Regions from separate parts of the Drosophila melanogaster genome. Here all the other regions are linked to region 1. The links are chromatin contacts, called in public Hi-C maps. All regions are on one chromosome and are shown on one strand. The core of a region is the stretch at or near the end of the contact, and the rest is flanking DNA. Distances in the headings are between cores, read along the strand shown. Region 1 holds the start of Apc (APC-like). Region 2 holds the start of eEF1gamma (eukaryotic translation elongation factor 1 gamma). Region 3 holds the start of Vha100-1 (Vacuolar H[+] ATPase 100kD subunit 1).

What was found. Hi-C and Micro-C count contacts between places; a contact is called where the count stands out from the background.
Region 2: a contact with region 1 is called in a Hi-C map of the Kc167 cell line, with 6 times the contacts expected there. The contact joins the promoter of eEF1gamma here to the promoter of Apc in region 1. A contact is called at or near these places in 8 of 107 Hi-C or Micro-C datasets (the Kc167 cell line, the ML-DmBG3-c2 cell line, the S2 cell line and 4 more).
Region 3: a Hi-C map of the Kc167 cell line shows a contact between it and region 1, with 4 times the contacts expected there. The contact joins the promoter of Vha100-1 here to the promoter of Apc in region 1. A contact is called at or near these places in 10 of 107 Hi-C or Micro-C datasets (the Kc167 cell line, the ML-DmBG3-c2 cell line, the S2 cell line and 5 more).

Annotation. Positions count from the first base shown.
Region 1 is chr3R:28,843,058-28,846,372 of dm6, forward strand. Apc (APC-like) reads right to left here and starts at 1,691. Exons shown (of 4, transcript NM_057804.3): 1 at 1,503-1,691. spg (sponge) reads left to right here and starts at 2,243. Exons shown (of 13, transcript NM_170379.5): 1 at 2,243-2,352; 2 at 2,892-2,943. The coding sequence starts at 2,910.
Region 2 is chr3R:29,218,697-29,222,011 of dm6, forward strand. eEF1gamma (eukaryotic translation elongation factor 1 gamma) reads left to right here and starts at 1,476. Exons shown (of 4, transcript NM_170401.3): 1 at 1,476-1,504; 2 at 1,574-1,612; 3 at 1,734-1,883; 4 at 1,947-3,315. The coding sequence starts at 1,601. The coding sequence ends at 3,080. It overlaps lncRNA:CR31044 (long non-coding RNA::CR31044), which reads left to right. Exons shown (of 3, transcript NR_037770.1): 3 at 1-971.
Region 3 is chr3R:29,129,521-29,132,835 of dm6, forward strand. It overlaps Vha100-1 (Vacuolar H[+] ATPase 100kD subunit 1), which reads left to right and starts at 1,673. Exons shown (of 11, transcript NM_170395.3): 1 at 1,673-1,751; 2 at 2,166-2,305; 3 at 2,606-2,782; 4 at 2,856-2,984. The coding sequence starts at 2,189. dgt6 (dim gamma-tubulin 6) reads right to left here and starts at 1,452. Exons shown (of 4, transcript NM_143414.4): 1 at 510-1,452; 2 at 9-443. The coding sequence starts at 1,371.

The sequences.
Region 1 (3,315 bases), core at 441-2,940:
AAACTTTTAGTCACCCAGTTTCTATTTCTTTCAGAGATAACGAGATTTCAAAAACAAATGTGACTTATTGCTTGAATAACACTTGCTTAGTAAGACTTACTAAGCACTTACTTAAACTGATAGGTGTAAAAGAATAAATAAAAGTGTTTATTTGATAATTGTATATCCAAATATTTGCATAATTAAATGAATTATGAGAATGAACAATTCCATTTTTGGTAATATGCATATAAATTAAGCATTTGTGTAGCATGGGTGGATCAGATTTGGATTTTGAAAGATAAAGCTTCATCACCTTATAGAGGGTAAGGTCTTAAAAGTTATTTTAAACCGACATATGAATACCTAATTTGGAAAGTGTAATTTGTTGTGATAAAATGAATACTAGGTTGAAATATTTGAAAGAGGGAAATATTTTTTTTGGCAGATTGATGATCTGAAGGGTGGTTTTCGTCACACCCTCCCCTAAAAATGGTACAATTACAATTACAATTAGAAGGGAATAGCAAAAATAAAAAATATTTCTCCAATAAGTGAATTCCCATTAAGCTAATAACCAATTTTGCCACCACATCGCCCCATCCCACCCACTGTGCGGTTTTTTGGCTTGGCACACATTTTGCATACGAAATATTCGCGGCAGAATTATCAAAGAAAAAAGAATGGAAGATTTGCGGGGGAAGGAAAAGCGGTAAAGATGATGACACCGCGAGCCATCAAACCACAGGGAAATGTACGCAAAAACATTAAATAATGAAACTACATACTAACTACTGTACATATGTACATATGTATGTACTTATGATTTCTGTGTGTGCATTTATGAGCTGGTTTAATGAACGCCACTTTTGTTTTGCTGCCCGGTTGTTTTGTGTCTTTGCCGCCGCGAGATGATGATTATGTAAATTGTAGAAAAGTAAAAGGGAAACTAAATACGAGCGCATGCAGTGTGGAATTGTGTTTTCCTTTTCTCCCATGTTTGTGGGCATGTAAGACAATCGAGCGTGCCGATATTAACGTATTTTCCTTAATGCGGTGATTAATTATGCTGAGGTGAAGTTGAATGGAAGTGCTCGAAAATAGTTATCAATTAGGCGTGCCACAATCACTTGCAGCTGTTGGAAAACTAAAACGAAAACAACAACAACGAAACAAACGAAACACACTGCGTTTTCCAACTGATAAAGGAGCACTCACACACATAGACACACACATGCACGCACTTTGCACACCCACACTAGGGCGCAGTCGCGTTCTGATTGGGACCTTTATTGATTTTTCCTGTAAAAGGAATCGGCAGGAGAACAGGAAACTACTAAAGAGTATCTCATGCTCCAAGTTGAGCTAAACACATTTGTATTCGCCAGCTGTATATGGTGCGCATTTATTGAGTAAACATTCTGCGTTTTATTGTCAGGCCCAAAAAGAACAATTCCAATTGGAAGAGTCAGCGACTATACTCCCACACACACACGAACCCAGAGATTCTCCGATTGGCGTACCTTGACTAAAAACACAATTTCTCGGCAGCTTCCTCGCCCACCAGATGACACATTTCCCGCTTTATCACTTGTTTGCCCACAGATATTGCCACTATTTGGATTCTTGGCTTGTTTCGCGACAAAACAAATACGCAGCGCGGCCGAAATTCCGAGTCCGCTTATCAACAAAAATTGCGACCAACCGCGGCGAGCAGTGTGACTGTTATATCGAGAATTCGAAAAACCAACAAGAAATAGCTGCTAGGGATGGGAGAATGTAGCGATATCTTGGGATCATATATATCGCTTGAATATTTACTTCGTTCGTAATATATTTATACTGCAATTTATTTTCTAACCTTAAAGATTTAGTGCTTATATTTTATTCATTATATATCTCGGTTAAGTAATACGTACACCGTTAATTTAAAAGAAAAAATTTAAAAAAAAATGGGATAGAGTTAATGGGGCCGAGTCAGACCAACGCTATGGACTGCATATTAAAACGGATTTGGTATTGTTTTGTTTGTTAAATTATTGAATACATTGAATGAATGTGCCTCCAAAACTGTAACTGCGAATTGGTTCGGGTCTTAGCTAGACCATAAATACCGGTGTGACCGTCACCGCTAAAATGAAAATTCCCTCAAAAATGCAATAGTAAATAATCCATCGCTTAGCAACTGGCCACACTGCAACGTATATAAGCCGACGAATCCCGAATTTTGTTGTTGTTCTTCAAACAGCTGAGCGGCGGACGGATATTTGTTGTTGCTGCGCCCGGGAAGCTGCGCAGCGGAGAACGCGAAAAATAATAAAACGCAAAAAATAGCGAAAATTAAACGCGTTGCAAGTGCAGCAGAAAACAACGGTAATAATTCGCGAAGCCAAGGGACAAGCAATTTAAATTGCGCACAGTGTAGAAATCCAATTGGAAGTTCGGCTGGGAGTCCCAAATTCGTATTGATTTTCTTGTTTGTGTGTGCGCGGGTCCGTGAAAAAGGCAACAAAAGCAAAGCCACCACTTCCAGACTTCCCAATCAGCCACTTCCTTTTCTTCCACCTAGCGGTAATCATTGCCAATTGGAACCGCGATCGTTGCCTTCCAGCGACAACAACAATGTAGCAAGTGTATTTTCTGCTTGTAGTTGTAGTTATTAAACAAGATAAAGTGCGAGAAAGAGAAGGAGATAGACAACAACAAAAGCGAAAGTTTTATTGAGTGCGTAGATGTGTACGAGTGTGTATGTGTGCTATTGCGAAAAATTGTTGATAAATATTGGCCGTTATAAATGCGAATTCAAATGCAGATATTTGCCGATGAAAAGGGTGTTTCCTCAAAAAACCGTTGATTAATTATAAATGCAAGGAGTGGCCGGCTAAGTTGGATTTTTTCGGCTTAACTTGCAGCGAAGCAGCAGCGACAAAATGTGGATACCTTCGAACAACAAATACGGAGTTGGTGAGTAAATAATAAGAGTAGGCGGTGTGCCACCCACTTTTCCAAGCTACCCACCACCCCCCGCTGGGCGTCACGTGCGCGGCCTTTGTTTTTATTGCTGCCTTTTGCGGCGATTCACGCGTTTTTCCGCGAAACGCCGGATACCATGCCAACCACCCCCGCACGTTACCGAGCGGGGAGGAAAAGCGACTTTTCTACTTATTTTTGTACACAAACTGTTTGTAGCATCATCATCCCCCAGTTCACCGCACCGCCCCCCCCCCCTTTCCATGCAGCGTGTAGTGTATCTCAAAGAGATTTCCCTGTTTGTTGTTGCTGCCGCTGCGCTGCGATTTGATGTGTTTATACACACAGTTTTCCGCGCGCTCAGTT
Region 2 (3,315 bases), core at 226-2,725, 380 kb after region 1:
GGCCCCGCGAGTTTGCAACCCCGACCGGCGGTGGCAAAGCCGAGAAGCGCATTCAGTTGCAACGGCCGCGGCAGCTGGCTTTCCCTGCACTGGATTTCCACTTCCTCCTGGTCGAAGCAGCCGCAGCAGCAGCAGCAATAACAATCAGGAACAGCAGCAGCAGCAGCAACAAGAAGCCGTCAAACGCCGCAACTAATTGATATAATAGTTAAAAGAACAAACTAACGAGAAAGAGGTTGTCGTCGTCGAACGCGGCGCGTTGGAGAAGTGCAAAACCTTTCCAATTTGAAAATAGTTTTCCTGCTATGTGTGCTCGTTCCCACAAGCGCGGCAATACCAACTCATACCAACCCACGGCTCCAACACCACCAGATGCAGCAACAACTGCATCAACAGCAACATCGGCTCAGAACAAGCACAAGCAGCGAAAGCCTGCACTTCGCCAAGCGGTGATTGGGAAAAGGGGCTGCAGCTGGAGTTGGAGTTGCAGCCAGAGTAGAAGCTGGAGCTGGAGCTGGAGAAGATGACAATGCAGCGATTAGAGCAATGCAGAACTTGAACTCTACGACGGCGGCAGCTGGAAAAATGTTTGCCCCGATCCCCGGGACACCGACTCAGTCACTCAGTCCGTCCCAATGCGCGGCATTTCCGTTCGGAAAAAAAAGAGGATGCTGTCGAGAAGGAAGGCCCTCGATCGATTCGATGCTGATGCATTCTGCAGGGGTGGGGGGAACGTAGTGATCATGTTTGTAGCATCTAAATAAAGTACCTGTAATGGTTTTCATTAAGTAATGCGTCGTCTTTGGCTTCTTGGTTTATGAACACGGCAAATATTTAATGTGAGATAAAAAATGTTCAATATTCAGATCATTGACCTAAACAACAGAAGAACTTAAGGATGTCAACAATATATAAACTTCACAAATACTGCTTTCTTTGACGTTGTAATATAAATAAAACGTTTTTATATTAAATTAAAAATCTTCCTTAAATTCATCTTCCATCTTAACATAGTTCGCTGCTGTTAACATCGATTAGGCTGCTATTCGCAGAGATTATGTTTTCCCTTTACAACACTGTATTTAAATTTAAATTATGAAATATCAGGCAATACTAAACAGTATGCTAAATATAAATATAAAACGAGATCACAGATATCTTCATAGGGGAACACTTTAAATTCAAAAAAATACGGGTCGTTTTAGAATAAACGCACCTTATTTGAAATTGGATCTTTCTTACTAACGATCAGTTAGTGGTGGAACGCCTTGCGCTTAACAGCACGCTGTTATTGAAACCCCACTTATTGGACTTTATTTACAAATTGAAATGTGATAAATAAATATACCAAAAACGATAATGATTTATGTTTTTAGGTATAATTTAACATCGAGGTCGAATAGAAATCATCGATGACCAAAATGGCCTAGGAAATATCGATATATCGCCGTAACCATGATGACTCCTGCAGCCCTGTTTCCGTCCCTTCTCTTCTTCGTTTCCGGTGAGTGCGTGTGCTCCGCGTTTTTTCGCTGAATTTGCCACTATATCGTATTTAATACTGTATTTGCAGGCAGACGATTTAAACGGCGAATCCACCATGGTGAAAGGAGTACGTACGCACAAGGGCAGTGAGGATTTTCCAATCCGTGGCTTCGAGCCATGTGAATTTGCGAATTTCCAGATGCCGGTTAGCTGCCACGATATCACAACTAATCCACCCATATTTGCAGACTCTGTACACTTACCCCGAGAACTTCCGGGCCTACAAGGCGCTCATCGCAGCCCAGTACTCCGGAGCCCAGGTGAAAGTGGCCGACAACTTCAAGTTCGGCGAGACCAACAAGTCGGCTGAGTTCCTCAAGAAGTTCCCCGGTGGCAAGGTGAGTCCGCTTTTTTTGTGGGTGTGGCTAGTGCCAGGTCATCAACACGATATGTGCCCGTAGGTGCCCGCCTTTGAGACCGCCGAAGGACAGTACTTGAGCGAGTCCAATGCCATCGCCTACCTGCTGGCCAACGAGCAGCTGCGCGGCGGAAAGTGCCCCTTCGTGCAGGCCCAGGTCCAGCAGTGGATCTCCTTCGCCGACAACGAGATTGTGCCTGCCTCCTGTGCCTGGGTCTTCCCCCTGCTGGGCATTCTGCCGCAGCAGAAGAACAGCACTGCCAAGCAAGAGGCCGAGGCTGTGCTGCAGCAGCTCAACCAGAAGCTGCAGGACGCCACCTTCCTGGCCGGCGAGAGGATCACATTGGCCGACATTGTGGTCTTCAGCAGTCTGCTCCACCTGTACGAGTACGTCCTGGAGCCCAGTGTGCGCAGTGCCTTCGGCAACGTGAACCGCTGGTTCGTCACCATCCTCAACCAGAAGCAGGTCCAGGCCGTCGTCAAGGACTACAAGCTGTGCGAGAAGGCCCTGGTCTTCGACCCCAAGAAGTACGCCGAGTTCCAGGCCAAGACCGGAGCCGCCAAGCCCCAGCAGCAGGCTCAGCAGCAGAAGCAGGAGAAGAAGCCCAAGGAAAAGAAGGAGGCGCCCAAGAAGGCTGCCGAGCCCGCCGAGGAGTTGGACGCCGCCGATGAGGCCCTGGCCGCCGAGCCCAAGTCCAAGGACCCCTTCGATGCGCTGCCCAAGGGCACCTTCAACTTCGATGACTTCAAGCGCGTGTACTCCAACGAGGACGAGGCCAAGTCCATTCCCTACTTCTTCGATAAGTTCGATGCCGAGAACTACTCGATCTGGTTTGGCGAGTACAAATACAACGAGGAGCTGTCCAAGGTGTTCATGTCGTGCAATCTCATCACCGGCATGTTCCAGCGTCTGGACAAGATGCGCAAGGCGGCCTTCGCCTCCGTTTGCCTGTTCGGCGAGGACGGCAACAGCACCATCTCCGGTATCTGGGTGTGGCGCGGACAGGATCTGGCCTTCACGCTCTCCCCCGACTGGCAGATCGACTACGAGGTCTACGACTGGAAGAAGCTCGACGCCAAGAGCGAGGAGACCAAGAAGCTGGTCACCCAGTACTTCTCCTGGTCCGGCACCGACAAGGACGGTCGCAAGTTCAACCAGGGCAAGATCTTCAAGTAATCATCTCTGCCTAGCCCAGCTCCGCTCAAAGCAGCAGCCGCCCTCATTTAGACCAACAACAACAACAGCAGCAGTAACAATAAAGTTTGAGATTTAAAATGCAGGAAGAGCACAATGCCCATTTCTTAAGTTCCAACTGATAAGTACACTAAAGATATCCAATATCTGTCGTGCTGCCTCCCACGTTTGGCGGAATCGTGTGTCTCGCCTCCTGCATTTTGTACTGGAGAATTTG
Region 3 (3,315 bases), core at 423-2,922, 290 kb after region 1:
CTCCTTACCGAGTAAGCTGTTGCTTAAGGCATCAAACTGTTTGCCATTGAAGTCATCTTGCAGTGCAAGACGCACTGGGGCATTGCGACCGCCACCGCCGCCCATGTCGATTCTGATGGGAGGCGTGGAAACAAATTTGGAGCTGATAACCGATTCGAAGCGAGGCGTGGCCGGCTGAAGCGTCTGTACCCTGGCGGAGCCACTTGCATTGGCACTTCCCTTGTCCTTTTTGGACGGTTCGTTTAGTTTCTTGAGTAAATTGTTCAATTGGACTTCGGACTGTGAAAGTTCCACTCGAAGAGCCTGCAAATCGGTGGTGACAAACGCATTCGATTCGTTGTAGTGGTCATTAGCATCCAGTTGCTCGGCAATTGTGCCGCTGATCCGATTAAAGCCGTTTAAGAGCGCATCCATTTTTGATGCGCCCAAAGGATCGTAGAAATCTGCGAAGGAATTGAAAAACCATTTAAATTTAAAGACCTGCAAGGATGCAACCAAAGATGTCTCACCTCCTTCTGTGACTGCATCACAGTCGAACAGCACTCGCATGCCCCGAAGTGCCTTCTCCACCGCCTCCTTGCTCTGGTTGTTCTCGGCTTGCTTCACCTGGAAAAGATCGATGGCCTCCTTGAGACCGCACAGAGATGCCTCCAGGTCGAATTTCCTTTCGGTGGGTTGGGTAATGACCCGCTCCACGCCGAGTGCAGCGGTGGCCTCGAACTCATCCAGAAAGCCATCGTCCGCCAGTTGCTCCTCGGGCACTCCCATGTCTGCAGACAGATCGGCCATCAGGCGTCTGATCTTCTGGGTCTTGTCCCGCAACAGGGCCGTATTCTCCTCCAGATTGACCACATACGAAGAAGCGTACTCCTTCATCACGGCATTTTGGCGGGCCATGACCTTGGCGCTCACGTTTGGTGTTCCCGCCTCTAAGCCAAGTGACTTCTCGCGCTGCTTGATGAGCTCCTGGATCACGAAGCCCACGAACTCGAGCAGGAAGTTGATGAACCTCATGCCTCCGGGCATCACCACCAGATACGACTTGATGTTGGCCCAATGCAGCTGGTGCTTCTCGTTCAGATGCTTCAGATACTCCACCGTGCTGGAGCGAAAGTTCGCCTCCGACTTCTTGTCGGTGATGGGCCAGAAGAAGCGGCGTTTGAACTCCGCGGGATCCAGCAGACGGAAGAGGTAGTGCATCACATGCACGAAGGCCACCTGGTTGGGCTTGAGGAACATGTCCCAGGCAATCAGCTTACGCAGCTCGTCCGGCAGGGGGTGCACCAGGGCCAGTCCCTGCAGCTTCCTGTGGAGCTTCTCGCTCTGCTCCTTCTCTTCGGCCTTCCACGGTGCAATTATGGTCCGATCCATATTTTAGCACAGAAATTAAGTAAAATATGGCGGTTTAGTTTGAAGTTCTTTGTTTTTGTTGCTGCCCAGTGTTACCAAGTGGTTGAATTCAACTGAATGAAGACGTTCCCACTGCCTGTTTATATTGACGAAAAATGTTATATAAAAGGGATAAATCTATTTATTTTCCCTAGGAATAGTAACTGCGAATAGCATTTGTGTTTTTTAAATGTTTTTTATAATATTTCCCAGATATTTGTTTTTAAGTACAAATTTATTTCCCTAGTTACTCGATTGGTATAAATCCAATGACCTGCCACGGTCACACTAGATTCATAGTTCGGAAATTTGTCGGTTGCTGGAGTTTGTGGACGAATTTATATTTAATTTTTAAGCACTTGGTAATTAACTAATCGACGTTCATTTCGAAGTGACCCCCTGACAAACTAAATAGTTTTCGGATAAAGCTCGAGCCCAGTCACTGGCTGACCCCCAACGAGCCGAAAACCTTGGCATCCGGGTCCAACGTAGCACTTTCTTTTTGTCCGCGGCGGAGAAAAATCAATATACGCATGGGGTATAGAAATCGAATCTCGGCGCATATATAGTATAGATTACAGACAAATAATCTGGGGGACAAGCGAACGTCCGCCCACCGAAACGATAACCAAATCAGCATGAAAATATGTATGCGACACGGCCGCAAAACTTAGGAAGAAACCCAGTTTGGCCATGAATCATGCAATTGAATGGGCCCATTGTGTACTATATATGTACATATGCATTCTGATTTAGTGTCTGTTCTCCATTCGCAGATATCGGGAATCCGGCTGCCACAATGGGTTCCCTATTCCGCAGCGAGGAAATGGCGCTGTGCCAGCTGTTCCTGCAGAGCGAGGCGGCCTACGCCTGCGTCTCCGAGTTGGGAGAACTGGGATTGGTCCAGTTCCGAGATGTGAGTAGGATGGGTTACATAAAGCTGCGGTCGAGGCAGCCGCACTGACTAACCATAAACCACAATCATACCCCTTACCTCATTAGCGAATTCGGTATTCCATGAAACGTCCCCTTTAACGCGAATGCAAAGTAAATGCAAAGCTGGTGACACCAGCTACTAAGTGTATAGTATAACTACGTGTGTTACCTCATTTAAATAAAATTGAAAAATATAGTGGCATAAGTGCTATATCTTGATCGCACAAATGAAGTATCTTTGAGATCCCCCAATAACAAACCAATCTTTTGAAATCCGCAGCTCAATCCCGATGTCAACGCTTTCCAGAGGAAGTTCGTCAACGAGGTGCGCCGCTGCGATGAGATGGAGCGCAAGCTGCGTTACCTGGAGAAGGAGATCAAGAAGGACGGCATCCCCATGTTGGACACCGGGGAGAGTCCCGAGGCCCCGCAGCCCCGCGAGATGATCGACCTGGAGGTATACGCCGCCATACTCCCTGTTTTCTGCTAAACACTGTTGAACTTATATGGCTTTCTTGTCTGCTGCTCAGGCCACCTTTGAGAAGCTGGAGAACGAGCTGAGGGAGGTGAATCAGAACGCCGAGGCCCTGAAGCGCAACTTTCTGGAGCTGACCGAGCTGAAGCATATTTTGCGCAAAACCCAAGTGTTCTTCGATGAGGTAAGCTGCGGCATGAGTAACTCCATATGGGTATCAGCTAACAAACTGCGATCGGTTACCGATTTACCATTAACAAATGCCGGCCATTGAAGCGGCCGGTAACTAACCAAATTTTCTAAGCAATAACCAATTTCCCAACCGACAACACAAGTGTGGCAGCCACGACTTCTAGTCACATAAGCAATCTATCCCAAATTACACTCTAAAATTATTTCCCCGTATCTCCCCACTCGGCACGTATATCCTCCTTCTCTGCTTCCAAAGGCAAACGAAGTGTGCTTTCTTACCCTTCAGTTTGAGTTTGTACATATATATCGTAATGTGCGTTTGA